2 separate regions of the Rattus norvegicus genome follow, and region 2 is linked to region 1. A link is a contact called in public Hi-C data. All regions are on one chromosome and are shown on one strand. Each heading gives the region's core, a stretch centred on a gene start, on an enhancer-like site or on the middle of the called end of the contact. The rest is flanking DNA. Distances are from core to core; before and after follow the strand shown.

Evidence for each region. Hi-C and Micro-C count contacts between places; a contact is called where the count stands out from the background.
Region 2: a contact with region 1 is called in a Hi-C map of the A7r5 cell line, with 2.2 times the contacts expected there. The contact joins the enhancer-like site here to the promoter of Areg in region 1. A contact is called at or near these places in 2 of 12 Hi-C or Micro-C datasets (the A7r5 cell line and mammary epithelial cells).

Annotation. Positions count from the first base shown.
Region 1 is chr14:17,264,072-17,270,059 of GRCr8, forward strand. It overlaps Areg (amphiregulin), which reads right to left and starts at 1,570. Exons shown (of 6, transcript NM_017123.2): 1 at 1,332-1,570; 2 at 163-381. The coding sequence starts at 1,392.
Region 2 is chr14:17,316,403-17,322,619 of GRCr8, forward strand. All of the region lies in intron 1 of Ereg (epiregulin), which reads right to left. Among named protein-coding and RNA genes, the nearest start is that of Ereg, 5.7 kb to the right of the region's middle. Within about 2 kb of position 2,524, at least 8 of the 93 cell types and tissues checked have an H3K27ac peak or open chromatin away from gene starts, as enhancers often do. A contact at or near this core is called in the A7r5 cell line, where this site is marked.

The DNA.
Region 1 (5,988 bases), core at 320-2,819:
CCTACAGGGTGCAACCTCCACATAGCTCTTCAGAGGATGTGCAGCAGCCACGCCTGCCTTCAAATCCCTTAGGAAAGCCTAGCCGCCTTCCTTCTGAAGCCACTTTGCTGAGGTAAAAAACCACATCTCCCAGACAACACTTTCCTAGTGTCCTCCACTCACCTCTGACTGAGTCGTCCACAATATAGCCGGATATTTGTGGTTCGTTATCATACTCCTCCGAGTAGTCATAGTCCCCTGTGGAGAGTTCACTGCCAGAAGGCATTTCGCTTATGGTAGAGACCTCAGAAACCACAAGTCCACCAGCACTGTGGTCCCCAGAGGACGGTTCTCCTTTCCCAGAGCTGGTGCCATTGAGTTCCAACCCAGCTGCATAATGGCCTGCAGGGGCGGAGAGAAGAAGATGAGTCTGGTGCTTTTGGCTCACTAAGGGACCCCTGCTGTGTAGACGTGTGTCTCCTCATATTAAAGCAGCTACTGCCTGTGTGCTATTGGGTGTTTGGTTTTTTGTTTTGTTTTGTTTTGTTTTGTTTTGTTTTCCCTCGACTGAGTCACTCGTAAAAGCAACTTCACAGTCAGCCAAGAAGCAAACTCAGCTGCCCAATTACAGAGTTTCTTTTATCTGGGTTTTCTTTTCCACAGTTAGCCTACATAATGTCCACAATTTAATAAGTCCTGCCAGTAAGTACCTCTCCCTTCAGGTCTAACTTGGGTGCGATTGTTCCAAAGCTTTCCTGCCTGGTTGTAGCGGGTACTGATACATTTTAACGCTTGTTTACAGCGGTGGAATCTGTGCCTGAGATGCGAAAAGCAGTGCCAACAGTGACAGGGTTTTCAGTGTAAAGACATTATTATTATTATTACCACATAGAGAAAAAGTTCAGCACCCCGCAAACCCTTTGGGGAGTCCTGAGTTCCAGCCCTTGATTTCATTTTGATTTTTGTTTTTAATATCAAAACAGCGTTGCCAGCGGTGCTTTAGGAAGGTAAAAATAAAATCACTAGGCGGAGGAATGGAAACAGAAGGCAAAGAACCCTCCTTCAAATCCTCCAGGATTAACTACCTTTGTGGAAATTACTTCACCTGCCTGGACCTGGATTTCCTCAGTTATCAAGGGAAAGGGAGGACCAAAATGACCTCTTAGGTCTCCATCAGCTGGTCCTTGGGTCATGCTAGAGACTCACTCGGGTCTGCCCTTCTAGCGTGAGCGGTTTCAGGGGTGCGAGCTAAGGGAATCCGTTCCCCGGTCAGATAAATTTGGGGGCATCAAGAGGCAGCAGCATTCAAGGAGCGACAACCCTGGAGGCTGCTGCAGGCACGGGGTGCTCACCTGAGCCTAAGACCAGCAGCGACAGCACTGAGAGCGCCAGCGAAAGCGACGGAGTTCTCATTGGTTCCGCGGCCCGGCGGCGTCGGGGTCTCTGCGGCAACACGACAGCGGCTCCCGGCGGCCGGAACAGCGGAACCGCGAAGCAACGGGCGAGCACCGGCGCGGGGAAGCCCAGCCCCGCCGGGCTCCAGGAGGCTGGAGCTGCCAGCGCCTAGGGCTCGGCTCAAAATGACAGGGCAGCGGCCGCGAGTCAGGAAGGAGCAGAGCGAACTTGGCGGAGGGTGCGGTGAGCACTTTATAGACCCGCGGGAACCACCGCCCGTGACGTCACGCCTCTCCTGGGTGGAGGCGGGAGGTTATTACCCCAAAACTCAGCTGATCCGGGAGGAAGTGGGGATCGAGCCCTGTTACCTGTTAACGCGGAGGGAAAGTTTCCCACTCGTGTTGTGTTCTAAGTTGGAGTGTTCAATATATATATATATATATATATATCCGGGAGATGAAGTACCAAAGTTCCATGTTAGGACGTAGAGCTTTAAGAACAACTGTGGCTAAGTGATGTAGCCAGAAGACTTGAGGAGGATAAAGGAAGCTACTTAACTGGGAAGAGACAGCGACTCCACAAGAGAAGCTGTTTGGGTTTGTGGGCAGTCTGGGGTCCTTTTCCCACCTGGGCTCTAAAGGACTTCAAACGGTGTGGATATCAATCAAACCCCCTTTTCAAGTCCCTGACCCGGTTTTTCCCCACCTGGACGCTAAAGGACTCCTACTGACCCCGTTATCAATCAGACACCCTCCCTGGGGTCTTCCTCTCTGCAGTCTTGGCTGCTCTTTTTACTAGTGTCGAATTAAACACTTGAGATTTTACCTGGACATGGCTGGACAGTGGCACTTAGGAGACTGAAGGACAGTTTTCAGGGAGAAGTCAACCTGGGCTTCTCCCAATAATACACTGGAGACCAATAATACACTGCTGGGGGTAAGTATGCTCCGCCCCCCCCGCCCCTCCCCAGTTTACAAGCCAATAAAAGACAGGTGTGAAAGACAGAAAGAATGAATTAACACAGGAGACAAACTCGCATGCCGTGTAGATTTTATTCAAATTAATTTGTCTCTGAAATCTGCCTCTGGCCTCTGCTCTGATAGAGATAGAGGGCTAAACTGACCTTTATGAAGAGGGTTGCTGGGCAGAAGAAAGTTTCATAGAAAGGCAAAGGGTCAAGATAATTTAGGTGGGCGGGGCGTCTGCTGTTCAAATTAGAAGAATCCAGCGAGGCCGGGTTTCCAGCCTAAGAGGGAGCCCTAATGAGGACACATCAGTGACTCCAGTACTCTGGCTAGAGGATCTTGACTTCCAGAGTAAGGAGCAAGTTTGAGGACCATTTGGGCTAGCAGAAAGACTGGCAGAAAGAAAGAAAGAAAGAAAGAAAGAAAGAAAGAAAGAGAGAGAGAGAGAGAGAGAGAGAGAGAGAGAGAGAGAGAGAGAGAGAGAAAGAAAGAAGGGAGGGAGGGAGGGAGGGAGAAAAAGAAAGGGAAGGGAAGGGAAGGGAGGGAAGAGAAGGGAGGGGAAGGGAAGGAAAAGAAAAGAAAAGAAAAACCAAAAATCAACCCACGGCTATGGGATAGAGTGTGTGTGTGTGTCAGGAGCTTATTTAACTAGGATACAACGGAAGAGAGGGCAGTTAGTTCATCAAACTTTCATGCCCTAGCAGCTCAGAAATGGATTTCCCTTGGCTTAATGAAAACAAGGTACACTGTCACTAAACTCTTTTCCTGATCTGGAGATACACATGATATCACCCACCCTACCACCCCCACCCCCAACCTGATTGCCCCCCCCCCAGCCAGGCTTTTCAGGAATATTGGTCTCCGTGTGTTAGTCCTAATTCTGAGAAACGTTTTAAACTCTTGAAACAAAAACACAGGCTTTGGGGCAGAAACACACAAAATTTCTGGACGATGCCTTCACTTCTATTCAGTGTTTGATGAAGGGGTATTTTATGTAAACTGCATTTTACTTTTGTGGGGGAATCACCCAGACCGAGATGTAGTGAGCAGCTCTTTGTTTGTTAAGAGCCCAATAATGAGGGCCACATATGATTAAGTAATTCTACTAAATCAGATAAGAGGGATTGATTCATAGTGCCCTGGGAAAGGAGGCTACAGTTTAATTTGGCCTGTAGGTATTACAGACAGCTGGGGGCGGGGGAGGAGTGGGGCTCAGGGAGGCCTTCTGAGCAGGAAGTTTGGGTAGAAAGAAGATGCAATTTAGGGTGGCCAGGAATAGGCATGAAAACAAATATGCTCCCCCATCCATTCTTGGGTGGAATGGGACCCTATCTGTTCAGTCGTCCTCCCCCTCCTCCTCCCCCTCCTCCTCCTCCCCCTCCTCCCCCTCCTCTTCCTCCTCCTCCCCCTCTTCTCCCTCTCCCCTTTCCTCTTCTTCCTCTTCCTCCTCCCCTCCTTTTCCTTCTCCCCCCCCCCCCGCCTCCTTCCCCTCCTCCTCCTCTTTCCTCTTCCTCTCCCACTCGTAGTCAGGCCTACAGAGCTCAGACAGTCTGCTTATAGGGCTACTACATACATTCCTAGTCTCATGGGTTTCATTTTTGTTATCGTTGTCCTAGCTCTGTTCTGTCCTATTATGTTCCATTCTCCTCGTGGTTCTTATACTCTTTTTAACCAAAATTTTAACTTCTCAATTAGCCAATGAATATCGCGTTCATTTACAAGGCACAATAAATAACTTGACTGTGCTTAGAATGCAGCCAGATCTTTATTTCCTATTTTCTTAAGTGTCCTTTATCTTGAATGGATTATTACTTTATTTTCTGTGAAGGGGTGTTTTGTCTGCATGTCTATTTGTGCACCACATATGTGCCTTGTGCCTAGTGTCCACAGAGGTTGAAAGAGAGCACTGAATCCCCTGGAACTGGGAATACAGAGAGTTGTGAGCTGCACGTGGGTGGAGGGAGTTGAACACGGGTCTTCTGCAAGAACAGACAGTGCTCTTAGGCACTGAACCATCTCTCCAGCCCCTTACTTACTCTTGGGATCTATACAGGGTTTGGATACCCATCATCAGAACCAACTGGCTCTCTGACTGAAGTAAAAGTTGGCTGTTTCCATGAGAATTGCTTTGTCATTTCTGATTTGAAATGCGGGAAGGGATCATTTACATGTCTGCTATATAACCTAGTCACAGGACAGAATAGTTTGGTTCTTGGAATGAGTCTAAGTTTTCATACATAAATTCTACTGCATGTTAAATTAGATAGGATTTTAAGACCCAAATTCCTCCTCTGAAAACAGGAATAAAACATCTGGCTTTTGTTAAATAGATACATGGCAGAAGATACACAAGCAAGTAGGATAAACAGGGCTGTGTCATGCAAACTAACCACCTCCAGAATTGTCGGTCTGTGACCTTTACCCTACTTCCCTTGTATACTTTTGGGGCATTTTATGATGCATCAGAGAGCATCCCGTGGTGTCATACCAGCATCACGCACAGCGCCCGTGATGTGTCATACATTCTGGAATATAAGCATGTGTGGGGAACCAACCCTACGTAAATGTAGGACTCTACATGCTACAAGGTAGGCGGAGAAAATCAGGACTGATGCCAACAAATTAGAGTGAAATAGCTTTCTCGCAGTTTCCCGCAGTTTCCCTCAAGTTACAGGATGTTTAAGGACAGTGGGGGGGAGGGGGGGTTGGTGGGGGGGGGAGGTGACAGATGCTCCTGACTAACCACTCCCCACTCCCATTAGCGTTTACTATCTGAATTCCATTGCAGACGGATGAGAGAAGTTCTCTTTATTCTGCTGCATGATGCCATATAAAAGCAAAAAATACGGTGTCCTTGTCCATAGAGTTGATGCTGAGTTTGTACGGATAGGATTCAGTATTATTCTGTCAGCAGAAGAGATGACCACAATTCTCCAACATAATTAACCTTTCATATAATAAATTCCTTAGCTCCATCGAGATCTTCTTTAACTTTTCACTTTTGGCCCTGAAATGTATTCAGGCCAAAGAATATGTCATTTCTGTTTCCTTGAAGTAAAGGACTCCTTGCCTGAACTTTGTAGTTGAGCATCTTAACATAGTGAGAAGAGTTAAACTCTCTTTCCTGTGTTACTCTCTTTACGGTGTTACATCGTGCCTTTGAAAAATCAGAGACTAGAAAGTGAAACGGGTAATTTGATAAAACAGAAACAACAATGACAACAAAAGTTAGAATATACAAATACCTATCGGGTCCAAATTCTGAGGGTTGGCCAGTGTTTCTCAGGAATCTATAAACGCAGTTCCCCTCCACCAAGGAAGCCAGTTCCCTAATCGCTGTCAGAAGGGACATAGGGCCTTCAGTGGTGGCTATTAGCATACCAAAGAGCTCCCTCAGCATCACAAGTGCCTGTTGCACTTTTCAAAGTCCAAGTTGGCATCCAGGCTCCTCTGAGCTCTGACTGTGCAACCCTTACCCTAAACTTCTCCCTTCAGAAGTCTCACACACACACACACACACACACACACACACACACACACACGCACACACACACACGCACACACACACACACACACACACACACACACACACCATCCCTGCTTCCTACACTTCCGACAACCCTGATATTTCAGCGATGCTGTCTCTCTT
Region 2 (6,217 bases), core at 1,274-3,773, 53 kb after region 1:
AGTATTATTTACATCAGCTTGGAAGGAATGGGGAAGTGAGAACGAGAACGGCATGAGAAAACCTAAGCTATGTTACTTGGACACAGTGACTCTTTTCCCCAACTCCCAATTGTTCTTACAGACTTTTAGGGAGACTGAAATGGATTTTCCCCCCAGAAATGCCAAACTTAGCAGAGCTTCCCATAAATATTCCAGACAGTCAATCTGTAGCCTGTAGTTTGAACTATCCAGGTAGTGCCCTCTACTGGTTTATAGTAAGAGTATAAATCTCTATAATTTGGCATTTGAATGCACCATTTAATCCATATTGGGAAAAAGTGATTTTTCTTCTCAATTAGGGGAACTTTGACCTTATTAATCAACACGAGGGTGTTCTAAACATCAAGACACAGATCGACTTCAAGTCCAACCTCATGGTTCCTACCACCTACACTATGTTTCAAACTTGACCCAACAATGCCATTCACAATAAAGACAAGCACACCCCAAATGAGTCCAGTGTGTGCAAATTAAATGTCTTATTGAGTGACCACAGAAGACAAGACCTAAAGATCCAGTTTTATATCCTTCCGTTGGTTTGAAAACACTGAAAGCTCTAAATCAGTGGTTCTCTATCATCCTAATGCTGTACCCCTTTAATACAGTTCCTTGTGTTGTGGTGACGCCAACCATAAAATTATGTTTGCTGGTACTTCATAACTGTAATGTTGCTAGTTTTATGAATCATAATATAAATATCTGACATGCAGATAGCTGATATGAGGCGACCCTGTGAAAGCGTCATGTGCCCTCCAAACAAGTCAAGACCCCACAGGTTGAGAACGACTGTTCTAGAAGAATCTGCTCCCTAGTCAGGCTTCTCTAGTCAACGTGCATTGCTTTGATAGACCAAAATTAATCTTTCTTAAATGACTGAAAAAAACAAAAAAAAAAGAAAGAAAAAAAGAAAGGAAGGAAGGAAGGGAGGGAGGAAGGAAGGACCAGAGTCTCTGTACTGTCAGTCAACAGAGATGACAACTGTTTTCACATAGGTGAGGAATGAGGTGTGTGGGTCGGAGAAGGAGATGGACTCTCAACCATGTTAGTTTTGCTCCATTTCTTGATAGAGTTTTACTGTGCACTGTACTGAAGAATTAAGCCCTTTCACCTAGACAGTCTTCTCAGCACAGACTGGGCTTATGACTGTCCATGATTTCATCCTTAACACCCTCCCCCTCCACTTTTCCTTGTAATCCCTGGAGGAGAAAATTCAGTTCTCAATCCAGGAAACTACCATTGTCTGTGGGAGTGGGGAGGGCGAAGATTGGGATACCAGTCTCTCTGTCCAAGCGCATCATCCTTTGTTTAGAAGTCACACAGGCAAGAAGAGGTACTGATGTCAAGATGAGCATTTCCTGCTTAAGATTGCTTCAACTGTTACCCTGTTGGGGGCTGCAATTGATCCCAACCAGTGCTGTTGACTGTTCTGATGTCGTTAATTAAGGCTTTTCATAAGTTACTAGTTCATCTTCTATTATAAGCTTCGAATCCTTGAGCCGCAGGTGAAATATTTGTCTTTGTGGGTTGCAGAATATTAGCCTAGGGTGTGCACCTCCTGGAACACTGGTCTGGCCTGCGGTGCTTGTGCAGAGACAGTTCATTGGTTCAACAGTTTCTGTGAGACTTGGTGTGGTAATCCACCAGCAAAATAGTTTACAGATGAAATTGTAAATAATCACATGAAAGTGTGAAATCATGCCAGTGGATGGCAAAAAAAATGGGTCTAAATCATCTATCTTTGTATACAGAGGTCAGATTTAGAACAGGAGTCCTTGCTGGTCTCTAGCTATGCCTAACACAAGACTTTCAAAAGTTGAATAGAGGAATAAATGTGGCGATCCGGAGATTGAAAAGCCCATGCACAGAGGCCTGTGACAGCCACATCCCAACTTAACATCCCAGTGTTGAGGACTAGATTGAGAGCATTGCCCATGCTAGACAAGTATTCTGTCATTAGCCACAATCACAGCCCAGTAGTCATTATTTTAAAGTTATACAAGGAAGGAATAAGACCCAGTGTCATATCCACATGGTTCCTTAGTCTTATGTTCTTAATAATTTTAGTGGGTTTGTGTACAACAATCTATGGTTCAATTGCAAATATCTTACTTAAGGCTTTTGTTCCTTACAGTGGATTCCTGCTATTAAAGTCATTCACAAGGTTAAACATTTTGAATCACGTCTATGACAAAATGTAAGATCCTGATGAAGTCCATGCAACGTGGCATAGATAGACACACAACTGGTGCTTAGAAGTTCAACTTCATCATGTAAAGCAAAGAGCAAAACCACTTTAAGACTTTAAAAGGGTCATAGCTCCAAGTGGGTTTAGGAATTTGGTCTTCTCAATTGATCTCCCCCTTCACCTTTGGGAGACTGCATTTCAGGGAAATCTCAAATACACCAGCAGGAAATGGATCCACTGACTCACAGGATGCAATTCGCCTCTTTGCCATGAGTCAGGGCCCAACCTACAGCCTTAGGCAAGGATGGGGACTGTGCATGTGCGTGGGAGAGCCTGAGTGCTGTCACCGGAATGGGGATAGCCCTGACAGCTACAGCCATGGGCCCTGGAGTGCTAGGACCTGTTTGCCCAACAGGTAGGCAGAATATCTGAAATACAAAATGCCCTCATTGCCTACAGTTTCTTCTGACCTGCTTCCTAGTGAGGAAAGAGAAGACCAATGGAGAGGAAACCGGGATTCTGTGACCGAAGAGAAGAGCCAGTCAGCAAAAGGTTCCCAAACCAGGCAGAGAAAGCTTCTTTAGAAAACCATCAAGAAAATAAAAATTGTCTAAAATAAAGGATGCAAGTGAATGAGAGGTGTTCACCTTCTTTTCCCAATAAAATCTTTCAGAATATTTAGACCAGAAGAGTAATATTTGCCTGGCCAAACAGGTAGGCACATCTGCTATGAATCTTTTCCAGTGTCACAGCAGCTGGCCTGTCCCCAGGAGGTTTTTGGTTTGCCATCTTCTTCTTCTGAGGTGGGACTACAAAATTTTTTGATAACAGTACATCCATTAGATCCTGTGCACTTAGAAAAAGTGAAGGGAAAATTCTACTCATATGTTATCTGCCAGCAGAATATTGTGCAGATGGAATTGTATACAATAATATTAAAATGTGAGATTGCACCAGTGACTCTCTCAAATCACATCATGAAAAGGTCTACTTTCTGTCCTGTCTGGTAACAGTCTGTATTTCAGAGAAAATGTGTGTATATTCTTATACATAAGATATGGTTGTCCTTTGGTGTCTTTTTACTGTAGTCATGGTGATGGCTGTAGTCATGGTGATGGCTGTAGTCATGGTGATGGCTGTAGTCATGGTGATGGCTGTAGTCATGGTGATGGCTGTAGTCATGGTGGTGACTGAAGCTTTGACTATTTCATGACATTTCTAGCAGCATGCTAACCAATTCACTTTCACTGTACATGCTGGAGGCCAAATATGAAATCTTTTCACAAGGAAAAAGTTTTAACCAGTGAACACGCACAGGCACACATGCAAGAAAATGATGTCATTTAAACACCCTTTGACACTGTTTTAAACGACATGTTCTCGCCATATAGCTGAAGACAGTCTCAGATTTTCAAACTTCCTCTCTCAGTCTAACTATTCCTGGAAATACAGGCGTGTGCAAGTATATTGTTATGAGTGGGTGGTTTTAAAAATCTTGAAGGTAATTCATTTTCACCCCGAGCAGTTACATACTATGGAGCACATATCGAGAGGTACTCAAGACTCCTCCTTCACGAAGATGTCGTTTTGAGTATATAGACTTGCCTTGCCTTGAAGAGTTAGACTTCAGTGAGAGGCACATACACAGGAAGGGTTTAGCTAGAAGAGGAGGAAGTCAGCTCATCTCATGCCTCTTTCTAGTTGGTTACCTTAATGAAATATTGATCCAATACATATCTATTGAGCACTTTTTATTTGTGAGGCTCTGAACATGATGGAAGAAAGAAGAGACATAATTCCTGTCCTTCAGAGATCCCGTGACGTTCTATAACTAGAGTGAGGATGAAGAAAGCAGACTATATGAAGAACGGTAAGTATTCAATCAAACCATACCAAGGTCACAGTACCCGTGCATGTGCAGGAAGCAAGCAGGACAGCCCCTTTGAGGCATTTGTGAGGGAAGGCATAAAGAGAAGACTTAGTGAGTGATTGGATTCCAATCTGAAGGTCCTACATCACCTTTATGCATGCATAGAGTCTGGAAGGAGCTAGTGAAGCCCATTTGAAGATCGAGGAAGATTTTATTGTATATAATGGAGCCATTTACCTATTCCAAGGAAATAGTATGGAATGAGAAAGAGAAATGTGAGGAACTGTTATTAGAAAGATAGACAGAAATAACCAAGGAAAATAAATGGAAGGGAAGGGATATGTTTAGTATTGTGAATGGGCAGAGGGGTATAACAGGAGCTGGGGGGCCAGCTGTGCAATGTCTGAAGAAAGGATTCACAGGACCCAAGTTCTGCTAAGACCAGCGACAAGCATTGCTGAGCTGATAGGCATTGTGATGCTGACATTACAGGACTTTGCTTATGTTAAGCAAGCATTCGATCATGGAACCCCCAAAGATGACTTTTAAAACACTAGAAGTAGTACCCAGACTCCTAGACGTATGAGCAACTTGGTAGTTCAACCTGTGAATTATGGGAGACAATAAAAGCCTATGTTCGATCAGTGCTTCTCAACCAGGGCCAATTTTATCAACCAAGGGTATTCGACAAGGTCTGGAGGGGGTTCTGATTGCCACAGTAGGGGTTACTACTGACATCTAGTGGGTAGAATCCTGATTTGCTGCTAAACACCCTACAATGCTCACTCACCATGTCTGTTGAGTTATGAATCCAGCTAACACGGATATCTAACATAACCTGTTACTTCCTTACGTCCCCACTAACCCTGCTTGGGTACAGACTTACTCTAAGGTATGACTAGAACAGCACCAGAGGTACAGGTAGATTAATGGTGGCATGATAAATGTGTGTAGACACAAGCCTGTGTGACAGTAACTTCCATATCTCATATTTATAATTCGTGATTTTGACCTAAGAGGTTAAATGATCTTGAGCATTAGAAATAGCATGCTAGTTCGTTAAATCTTTACTTTAACCTAGAATGCAACTGAACCTTTATCTGTTCTCTAGCCAGACACCCAGACTTACACAAACAGTATCGCCAGAGGACACTGAGTCTGTTGCATTACCTCGTTTTTTAAAAGACATCCCAGGATTGCGTTGGCATACCAAGGTTGTCAGGTGGCTCCTCTCAAAGGTTCTTGCCTGTCACAGCTTTGGGGAGCCTTCCCATTGTCTACCACTGGAATGTTCCCAACAGCAATTTTAGCCACATTAATAGACAATTTGCATAAGCCTACATTTATAGTGCAAATGAGGAAGCCACACCTCCATTTATAGTCTCTTTAGAAAGGATCCCTCACTTCTGCCTCTCTTCTCAGAAAATAGAAGATTCGTAAAAAGGACAAAAAAATTGACAATTACATAAAGACACAAGGGATAAAAACAAAGATACTCTCTTCCTTACTGTCTTAGTTGGTATATATTTTGGAAGATAAGAGAAAGAAAAGACCCAGCCAGCTTCGATGACTACTTCATAATGAAGCTCATATCTAAGTTCTATATGAATAAAAATAAAAATAAACCTTTTTGGTCAAAATCATAAATTATAAATATGCAATATGGAAGCTATTGACACGCAAGCTTGTGTGCACATACACATCATACAAACATACATACATACATACATACATACATAATATGAATGTTATGTAAAAAAAAAAAAAGTCAACTATTTTAGCCCAGGTTGGAAGGATAGATTGTTTTCTCTGCTTGGTTTGGCGTCAGAAGTGAGCCCACTTAGAACAGGTTCCAAGTCCCAGGACAGCCTTAGTTAACTCTGGAGTTTCTGTATTAGAACATGTTATTTTGACCCCCTATTAGCCTTTGGGCCCGTGACACCTGCTAAAGAATGACCTTGAACTTTGCGTTTTGCCCCCAGTCTCCTAGTCTTTGTAAGGTACTCAATATCGCTGAGTCTTCATGTCTGCATTGACCAAAAGCACACCATTATATCTGTCTTCCTCCAGTGATTATTTAAGGATAAAATGAGGTGATAGGGTTTAAGATGCCTAACACAACA